Linked DNA regions of Pan troglodytes: region 1 is linked to region 2. A link is a contact called in public Hi-C data. All regions are on one chromosome and are shown on one strand. Each heading gives the region's core, a stretch centred on a gene start, on an enhancer-like site or on the middle of the called end of the contact. The rest is flanking DNA. Distances are from core to core; before and after follow the strand shown.

Region 1 (4,520 bases), core at 97-2,596, 41 kb after region 2:
ATTCTCCTGCCTCAGCCTCCTGAGTAGCTGGAACTACATGCGTGTGCCACCATGCATGACTAATATTTGTATTTTTAGTAGAGATGGGATTTCACCATGTTGGCCAGGCTGGTCTCAAACTCCTTACCTCAGGTGATCCACGCACCTCGGCCTCCCAAATGAGCTTTGTGTTTTTACCTCATCAGCTGTTTGGGGTTGAGCTAGTATGTATGTCAGTGTGCTTGTATCAGTAGGATCTACTGAGGGCAGATGTTCAAAATATGAGCCTCCAGCACGTTTTACATGGAAACCCTCACCTGAAGCATTCCTCTGAAGTTGATGTGCCTTGGAAATTTTATAGAGTAATATTTTTAACTACAACAAAACATTTATAAAAGTAGACATTATTAAAGCATTCAGAAGTGAGCAAGGATAGAAATTATTCTGCCCAACCTTACACGTAGGCCTTCTAGACGTAGTACTGTGCACCGTTACATTATCTAACACTGTCTGTGTGTCATCTTTGGATGTCAGGGATTTTTCCAAAGTTCAGTGAGATTATAGTTGTCAAATGATTAGTCTGTTAAATAATGATAAGATGAGGGTCACTCGAGTTTTAAAAGAAAAGCTCTTTGACTGAAAGAGAGAGCAGCTGCCTACTGCAGAAAGTTAGGGAGGGAGGCTGGAGGAGTGAGGCCCAGGGGCTAGCTAGTATAAAAATTGGTTATGGTAGAAGGAAAAAAAAATGTAACATATTTATATCTGAAAGATGATTGTTCTCATAATTGTATATAACACAGAGTAATTGTAAAGTAGAAAACTAAGGTGTTTTTCATTTTAAATGTAAATGTTTAGAATAAGTAATGCATCAGTTTAAAAATTAAAACTGTACGAAATGCACAGTGAAACGTCTTCCTTGCTTTCCACCCTGCTACCTGGCCTTCCCTTCTCCTTCCTAGCGATAACCAGTTTTCTTAATTTGTTGTGCGTTGTATGTGCAAATTTAAGTATATCTTCTTATTCTACCATCCCTCCCTTCTTATAAAAAAGTGGCATATTAATATTTTTCTCTTTTAAACTATCGAAGGAGTTACTTACCTATTTTTGCATTTGAAAACAGACAGTTGTTCATCAAGATTGTCATTGGTTTATTAAACATAGTTTAAGATTAAACAAGTGTTTATAACCAATGAAAAACAGATAGACTCCCCATAATAACCTTGTTTAAATGCTGCTACTTTTATCATGTCCCCTCCTGTCTAAGAACCCCTTGGTTCAGCAGAGCTCGTGGGTAAGGCCAGCCTCTGTTGCCTGCCATCGGAGGACTGCATTCCAGCCGTGAGCTCTGCCTTGTCTTCGCTTCCTCCTGTGCTGTGCCGTGAAGCCTCGGCCGTGGTGAAGCTGGCTGACTGAGTCCTTCTGCACGCCATGCATATTCAGTAGTTGAAGACTTTGTGTGGCCAATCCTGCTTTCCACAGGAAACCACCCTCTCTTTTGTTGCCCTCATCCAAGCCTACTGTTCTCCCAGAGTGACAGGCGGCACCTTTCCCAGCATAGCACTGTGCCTTCTCCTGCCCCTGCTCTTGCAGTACTGCTGTGGCACTGATGGCGTGTGTTACAGTGCTGGCACTTAACACAGGGCTCTGTCTTTCTCTCCTCCCAGCTGCATCATAAGTGCCTTGAGGAAGCCAAAACGCTCTGTGAGTTGCATTGCCTGGGTTCCAACCTCCCACTGCCCTGCTTATCCTCTGCTACATGTGAGCTGACTGTGGCTTTGGGGTGGTCACTGCCTATGTGTATTCATTACAAATTGTCTCCTTTTGAAAGATTGACCTTTCTGACATACCCAGATACCATAAAGAAAATAAAATCTTATCACTTCAGTCAAGGATAAAGTATTTCTGAATTAAAGGAAAAGTACACCAGAGTAAAATCAAGACTGAAAGACAAACTGGGAAATTATTTGCAACCTAGATCATAGAAAAGGGGTCAGTTCCTTCTTGCGTAAAGTGCACTTACACATTGATAAGAAGGTGACTGATAACTAGAAAGAAAACTGGGTAAAGAACAAGAATAGACATTTCACATTTAACCTCATTCATAATAAGATAAGTGCAAATGAAAACTACAGGGGATACCTTTTTTTTTTTTTAATCCATTAGATTGGCAAACATCCCAAGGTTTGATCATAGGCTCAGTGGGTGAGATTCAAGTATTAACAGGCATTTTTATACTTTGCTGTTAGGAATGCAATATAGTATAAACCTTTGTAGAAGTTGCTTTGGAAATGTCTCTCAGATGTACAAATGCATTCACATTTTAGATTTAGCATTCCCGCTTTCTGAGACATTATTCAACATGTATACGTGTGCACATAAGATATAATAATAACACGTTTTTCCTTCTAGTGTGTTGCTTTTAACCTGTAGCTTGAAAAACCCTGCTTTCATTGTTTTGTTTTGTTTTCTGTCACTGGCTCAGCCCTGCTTTCAGTTGTTTGTATGAATTGATGGGTGTTCTGGTCTGGTTATAATCTACTTTAGTTTAAGAGTCACTTTAAATTATATGACATCTGATATAAGTTGTGTTAGGTAGAAAATTCTGTAACTTGGAATACTGTAAGTACTTTGTGGCCAAATTTCATTAGTATTAAATATTATCTCTATATGTAGTAGGCTATTTAATATTCATATTTTATGATGCAATTAAGAAATAATTTTTTTCTGAAGTTGGTAGATTGTTGATATGCCATGACCCAGTGTTTCTCAAAGCATTCTGGGGGATCACTGTTTGTCAGAATTAGCTGCAGTGATTGTTGAACATGCAGGGCCTCTGCTCCACTCCACGTTGCCACCAGGACGCTCTGCAGGTGAGAGCTGGGAAGCTGTAGAAGCTGCAGTGCTAACAAATGCTACAGGAATTCTTGTAGTCACCTTCATGAGGTCTCATGTTGAGGAGAGGCAGCCAGCAGTGTCCCTTGTCCTTCCCGTTTTATGGTGTAAGTTTCATTTTAAGGGAGGTATAAATCAAAGCCCACCTGGGCATTCTCTCGTGGTTCACTGCTTCTTGTAATCATGGAAGATGTCATTGCGGCAGAGGTGAAACAGTGTAATTTGATTACTATTGATTTTTTTTAATTATATTTCTGAAGTGGCTGGTGTAATGTAATAAATTGTGTGCTTAAGGACAACCTTTGGTATTCTATTTAAGTATTGTGTATGATCCTAGTTAAGTTTTTTCTACCAGTATTTTCATATTACAACATATATACTTTCCATTTCTATTAATATTTTTATATTTAAAAATATGGAGGCCTGTAATCCCAGCACTTTGGGATGCTGAGGCGGGTGGATCACAAGGTCAGGAGTTCTAGACCAGCGTGGCCAACACGGTGAAATCCCATCTCTACTAAAAATACAAAAATTAGCCGGGCACAGTGGTAGGCACCTGTAATCCCAGCTACTCAGGAGGCTGAGGTAGGAGAATCGCTTGAATCCGGGAGGCAGCAGTTGCAGTGAGCTAAGATCGTGCCACTGGACTCTAGCCTGGCTGACAGAGCAAGAATCTGCCTAAAAAAAAAAAATGGATCAGGGAAGGGGGGATTACAGATAACCCAAAGAAGAAGGAAAAATCTCCACAAGTTCACCTGTCCAGCGGTAAGCCCAATTTGGATATTTTCCTTTAACAATTTGGATATTTTCCTTTAAATCCTCTTTTTTATAATGTCTATATGTTGGAGAGAGTATGTGCCTTTACGTATTTTTTAAAGATGAGATTTCTGTGTGTGTCTATATCTCATGTTCTTCATATTTTCTTGTGTGTTATAAGCAGCTGTACACGTCAGTATATATACTTCCATAACTTTTTTTTAAAGGCTGTATAGTGTTCATCGATGTGATTTAACAGCAGTTATCTCCCCGGCTTCATCTTGTTGGATGTGGGTCCTGTGTGTTGCCTTCAGAGCAAATGGGGCTTGGTTTCTGCAGCAAGTAGACCTGTGACCTGTACGAATAGTCAGAAGACTTCCTCTATTACCCAAGCATATCAGTATACTTTAGTGCCTACTAGAAATTTATAGGTAGAAAAACAATAATACCTTAGAGTATTTTTCCCTAGATTCCCTAAGGTGCTATAGGGTAATTTTTACTCATGTAATATGAACTATGCTTCAACTAAGATAGTTTTTGCAAATGTGGATATATAAGTACTTTTTTAAACCTATAGGAAGTATTTATACCACTTATTTCCTCCCTTCAGTGTTAGAACCTCCTAAATGGCATTTGACATTGAACTGCTTTCCACTTTGTCGCATGCTCCTCTCATAGTCCCTACCTGGGTCCTGAACCTTAGGGACTTGGCTGTTACAGCCCCACCATGGCTACGCTGGGCCTTGGTCCTCTCTGAGACTTAGTTTCTTCGTCTTACAAGGAGATAATAACAGCCCCTGCCTGCGTAGAATTGCAGAGATCGAATGAAATAATTAACGTACTCAAAAGCATGCTGTAAACACATTCTGAGCACATGTACGTTTTAGGAAAAA
Region 2 (4,343 bases), core at 1,059-3,558:
CCCATGGAAAGCCCACTAAGTCCCTCAAGCTTCACCTGAAATACCATTTCACTGAGAAGTCTTCCTTGTCTCCAGACTAAATTAGATTGCCTTGATATATGCTCCCATAGAACCATGTATGTCCCCTTTTCATCCCACAGGTAACTACTTGTTAAATGTTGTACAAGGAAGGCATAGACAGAATTCACCTTTCACTGTTCCACTGGTGCCCAGCAGGGTATGCAAAGGAGGAAGTCAGCTGTGCTCTGAAAGAAGCACCATTCCAGTAAAGGTGAGGAAAAGGTCATCAGACTGCAAGGGCTCAACAAAAGTACAAGGTAAGGAGGCAGAGGGTGTGGGCTGATTATCAACTAAGAGGTTTGCACGGAAAAAGGACAAAAAAAAAAAAAAAACAACAACAGAAAAACAGGGCCAGGTAGTGGCAGAAAGAGAGGGTGGATCTGTGACTGTTCACAGGAAGAGAGGAGTGGGAGCAGGACAGAGAATAACTGATAGTCAGGAGCTGGGTTTGGAGATAAAGAGGGAACAAGAGAAAGTTAAGTTCTGTGTTTTCATGGCAAACATTGCACAAAAGTTTACAAGTTGGTGACTAACAGTAACCTGGGGTGATTCACAGTAACAAATTTACACATAAACACATCTTTACTGACTTTATACACAGCAATCCTAACGTGAACACAGAACCTGCTTTATCTTTTCGCACACTGTTCTAGTGTAGAGATGTCTGGTCTCAGTTAAAGAAAGCATAAGGAGCATTAGTTGTGCACACTGTCCACACCCGTGACTTTTTTCCACCAGTACTAAACCTAGTGCTTCTTACAGTACAGGGCAATGACAGCCACAGAAAGAGAGAAGCTCCTTCTACTGTGTAATGCTTCCTGCTGGCCTTCAAATACTTGTTACTTGAGAGATCTCCATTCACCTGGCTTTGTCCCCAAAGGTTACCATCTACCAATGATGTTGTTATTTGATGTTAATCATGTATAAAGAAAGTAGCTACCATCTTGGCCCTGATTAGAATTTCCCACTGAAATGCCGTCCTGCCTAAAGGTAGCACAGGCTTCCATTATGGTGGTGGTGGGGGGGGGGGGGGGAATATATATATATATATATATATGGTAAAGCATTCGGCATTCTTTTAAAGTACAACTATCCTTGAAAAGGGTTACATATTAAACCATTTTTACTACAGCCAAAGGGGAGGAGAAAGATTCAAAAGCCCTGTGGATCTGCTTTAACATCAATAAAACAGTTATCCAGCCTTCCTAGCTTTTAGTGAAGGCTACAAAACTATGCTTTTTATGGATTACGCATGTGCACGCAACTACTTTAATTACTACAGAAAAAAACGAGGCTCCTTATTAAAAAAAAATCAGAAACAAGTCCAACAGACTCTGAGGAAATGAAGCAAGAGTGAATTCTGAAAAGGTCTAATAAACAGTATGGAAATATCCTTGTGCGGTTGTTCTTCAGCTATGCATAAACATGTAATTATCATCATTACTGTGATGGGGAAAAACACGGACCCTAATTCTGAAACACCCTGGTAGCGAGAGACGGGCAGGAGGGGCTGCTGCGCACTCAGAGGGGAGGCTGAGGAGGCGGCGTCCCCTTGCAAAGGACTGGCAGTGAGCAGATGGGGACACTCGAGCTGCCCCGCGACCTGGGCCGAGCTGCCTACAACCTGGGCCCAGGTGCCTGCAAGAATTAGACCTCCGATAACGCTGACACCCCCTTTCTCACTGCTCTAATTGTGTGCATCCCGGCGCCCAGGGGCTTGTGAGCAGCAGGTGCGCGTTCCAGGCAGCTCCAGCGACCCTTGAACCTGCCCGCGCGCACGTCCGGCCGGAGGGAGCAGAACAAGAGGCACCCGGACCCTCCTCCGGCCAGCACCCACCTTCACCCAGCTCCGTCAGTCACCACCATCTCCCTTCCCGCGTCCGCAGCCGGCCCAGCTGGGGAGCATGCGCAGTGGCCGGAGCCGGGTTGCCCGCGCGCCCAGCAGGTAGCTGTACTTCAACTGTCGGCCCAAACCAACCAATCAAGAGACGTGTTATTGCCGCCGAGGTGGAACTATGGCAACGGGCGACCAATCAGAAGGCGCGTTATTGCCGCGGAGCCCCCTGCCCCGGCAGGGGGATGTGGCGATGGGTGAGGGTCATGGGGTGTGAGCATCCCTGAGCCATCGATCCGGGAGGGCCGCGGGTTCCCTTGCTTTGCCGCCGCGAGCGGCGCACGCAGACCCGCACTCGCCTACCCGGCCCCCGGCGGCGGCGCGGCCCATGCGGCTGGGGGCGGAGGCTGGGAGCGGGTGGCGGGCGCGGCGGCCCGGGCCCGGGCGGTGATTGGCCGCCTGCTGGCCGCGACTGAGGCCCGGGCGGCGGGCGGGGAGCGCAGGCGGAGCTCGCTGCCGCCGAGCTGAGAAGATGCTGCTGTCCCTGGTGCTCCACACGTACTCCATGCGCTACCTGCTGCCCAGCGTCGTGCTTCTGGGCACGGCGCCCACCTACGTGCTGGCCTGGGGGGTCTGGCGGCTGCTCTCCGCCTTCCTGCCCGCCCGCTTCTACCAAGCGCTGGACGACCGGCTCTACTGCGTCTACCAGAGCATGGTGCTCTTCTTCTTCGAGAATTACACCGGGGTCCAGGTGAGCCGCCTCCCGCTCCCGGGTCTCGGCGTCCACCCGAGCTCCCGAGGGCGCGGACCTCTCCGCTCCCCCACAGCTGGCGAGGGTCACCCGGCCGGCCCGGCGGACTCAGCACGGAGAGCACGTGCCGCCTCCCCGCCTTCCTCTCCGCCTGCTTCCTGCCGTTCTGCCGAGATCGCGCTCTAGGAAGCTGTGGCTGCGTCGTCCTGAGGCTACGAGTGGGACCCGCCGCCCCTTTCCCCGCCCCTCGCCTGGGTCTGATGCTGCTTAGCAAAGTGGGTGCAGATGCACGTTTTAAATAATAGGGCACGCGTTTAGCAGTTTCTGGCCTTTGGTCCAAAGAGATGGTCATGTTGGAAGAGATCGGAGACGTCTACCCTCCGAAGTGCGCTTTTACAGTGACCTCTTGAAACAGAAGTACAATTCGGTCTTGTGTTCTTTCCCCTGGACAAGTGAAAGCTGGGCGAGGAAATGAATACATTTGTTACCGTAGAAGCCTAACTAGATACAATTCTTGCCAACTTTAACTGGGCTTGAATGTGTGGGTGATCTGTTGTCTGATTACTTTCTTTCTGTTACTGTTTCTCTGTAGAGATTGGATTCGTAGATTAAACTTGAGAAACAAACCATCTTTAACAGTAGGTATTTGAAATGTTATAAAAAAAAAGGTGATTTTTTCTTTTATTTCTCAGTTTGAAAGAACAGCTTTATTCTTGGTTATTCCTAATGTCCACCTAGTTCTCTTTTACTTTTCTTGGTAGGGTTAGGGTGGGATGGGGAAAATGGGACGGTATCATTTTGTCTTTTTAACTTTTTTTTTTTCCACCTACAGCAGCTGTTTTTACCCTGTGGTCAGTCAGCTACTATATTTAGTTTGCAGTTGCACTGCTGATCGACCCTTGATGGCCCCAGTTGGAAGTTGTTTGGGGGGAAGGAACTAGAAGAGGCCAGGGCCTCCATTTAAACCAGTGTCTGTAAGTGTCTCCTTGGAAAGAAAAAAAGATACTGTTCCAGATCATGGTTTCCTGGTAATTGACGTTTAAAATGAGCCTCATTTAAAAATTTCAATAATTCAGGCTAATTTTTTCCCTTTATATGGTAACTCCACCAAGTTTGTCTAAATGTATGATTTTTATCATGATTAAGTTTTTACTTCCACATCATGTGACAACTGGCCTGGGATGGGATATAAGCTCAGAACACAAAGTCATTCACCTCTTAAAAAAATAATTCTATCTGTGGCGGGTTATGTTATTTTTGTTCAAAGCGTACACAATATGATGCAGAATACACCATTGAAGGATTTTTTGGTTTGGCACGTTCTTATTTTTTTAAATGGCTGTAAAACCTAGCAGTGTTTCTGAAATTGCATAACTTACCTGATGTTCAGAGCTCCAGTTTACTTCTTGATTTCCCAGCAAGTGATTTTGAAAACATTTAATCTAATCATTCCCCCCACCGTCTATTCAAATCAAAGGAACTGGCATCCAGCACTAATTTTCATGCATTTATGAAAGGATGCCTGAGGACCCTTAAGTATAATTCAAAATTTTGTTTAATGTGTGTTCCTTGATGAAGTTCTTTAGGAATCGTAGAACTAACTGATTGCCCACTGATCATCAAATGCAAGTTATGAACATTTAATAAAAATTTAAAACCAAGAGTTTCTTGTTCCTGCATTTTTATTTTTATTGTATG

Evidence for each region. A called contact is a pair of places that touch in the nucleus more often than the background predicts.
Region 1: a Hi-C map of a lymphoblastoid cell line shows a contact between it and region 2, with 2.0 times the contacts expected there. The contact joins the enhancer-like site here to the promoter of AGPAT5 in region 2. A contact is called at or near these places in 1 of 7 Hi-C or Micro-C datasets (a lymphoblastoid cell line) and 1 of 1 datasets of contacts at active chromatin or transcription factors (stem cell-derived excitatory neurons).

Annotation. Positions count from the first base shown.
Region 1 is chr7:13,767,930-13,772,449 of NHGRI_mPanTro3-v2.0_pri, forward strand. All of the region lies in intron 6 of AGPAT5 (1-acylglycerol-3-phosphate O-acyltransferase 5), which reads left to right. Among named protein-coding and RNA genes, the nearest start is that of AGPAT5, 42 kb to the left of the region's middle. Within about 2 kb of position 1,347, at least 10 of the 24 cell types and tissues checked have an H3K27ac peak or open chromatin away from gene starts, as enhancers often do. A contact at or near this core is called in a lymphoblastoid cell line, where this site is marked.
Region 2 is chr7:13,725,889-13,730,231 of NHGRI_mPanTro3-v2.0_pri, forward strand. AGPAT5 (1-acylglycerol-3-phosphate O-acyltransferase 5) reads left to right here and starts at 2,309. Exons shown (of 8, transcript NM_001428035.1): 1 at 2,309-2,645. The coding sequence starts at 2,427.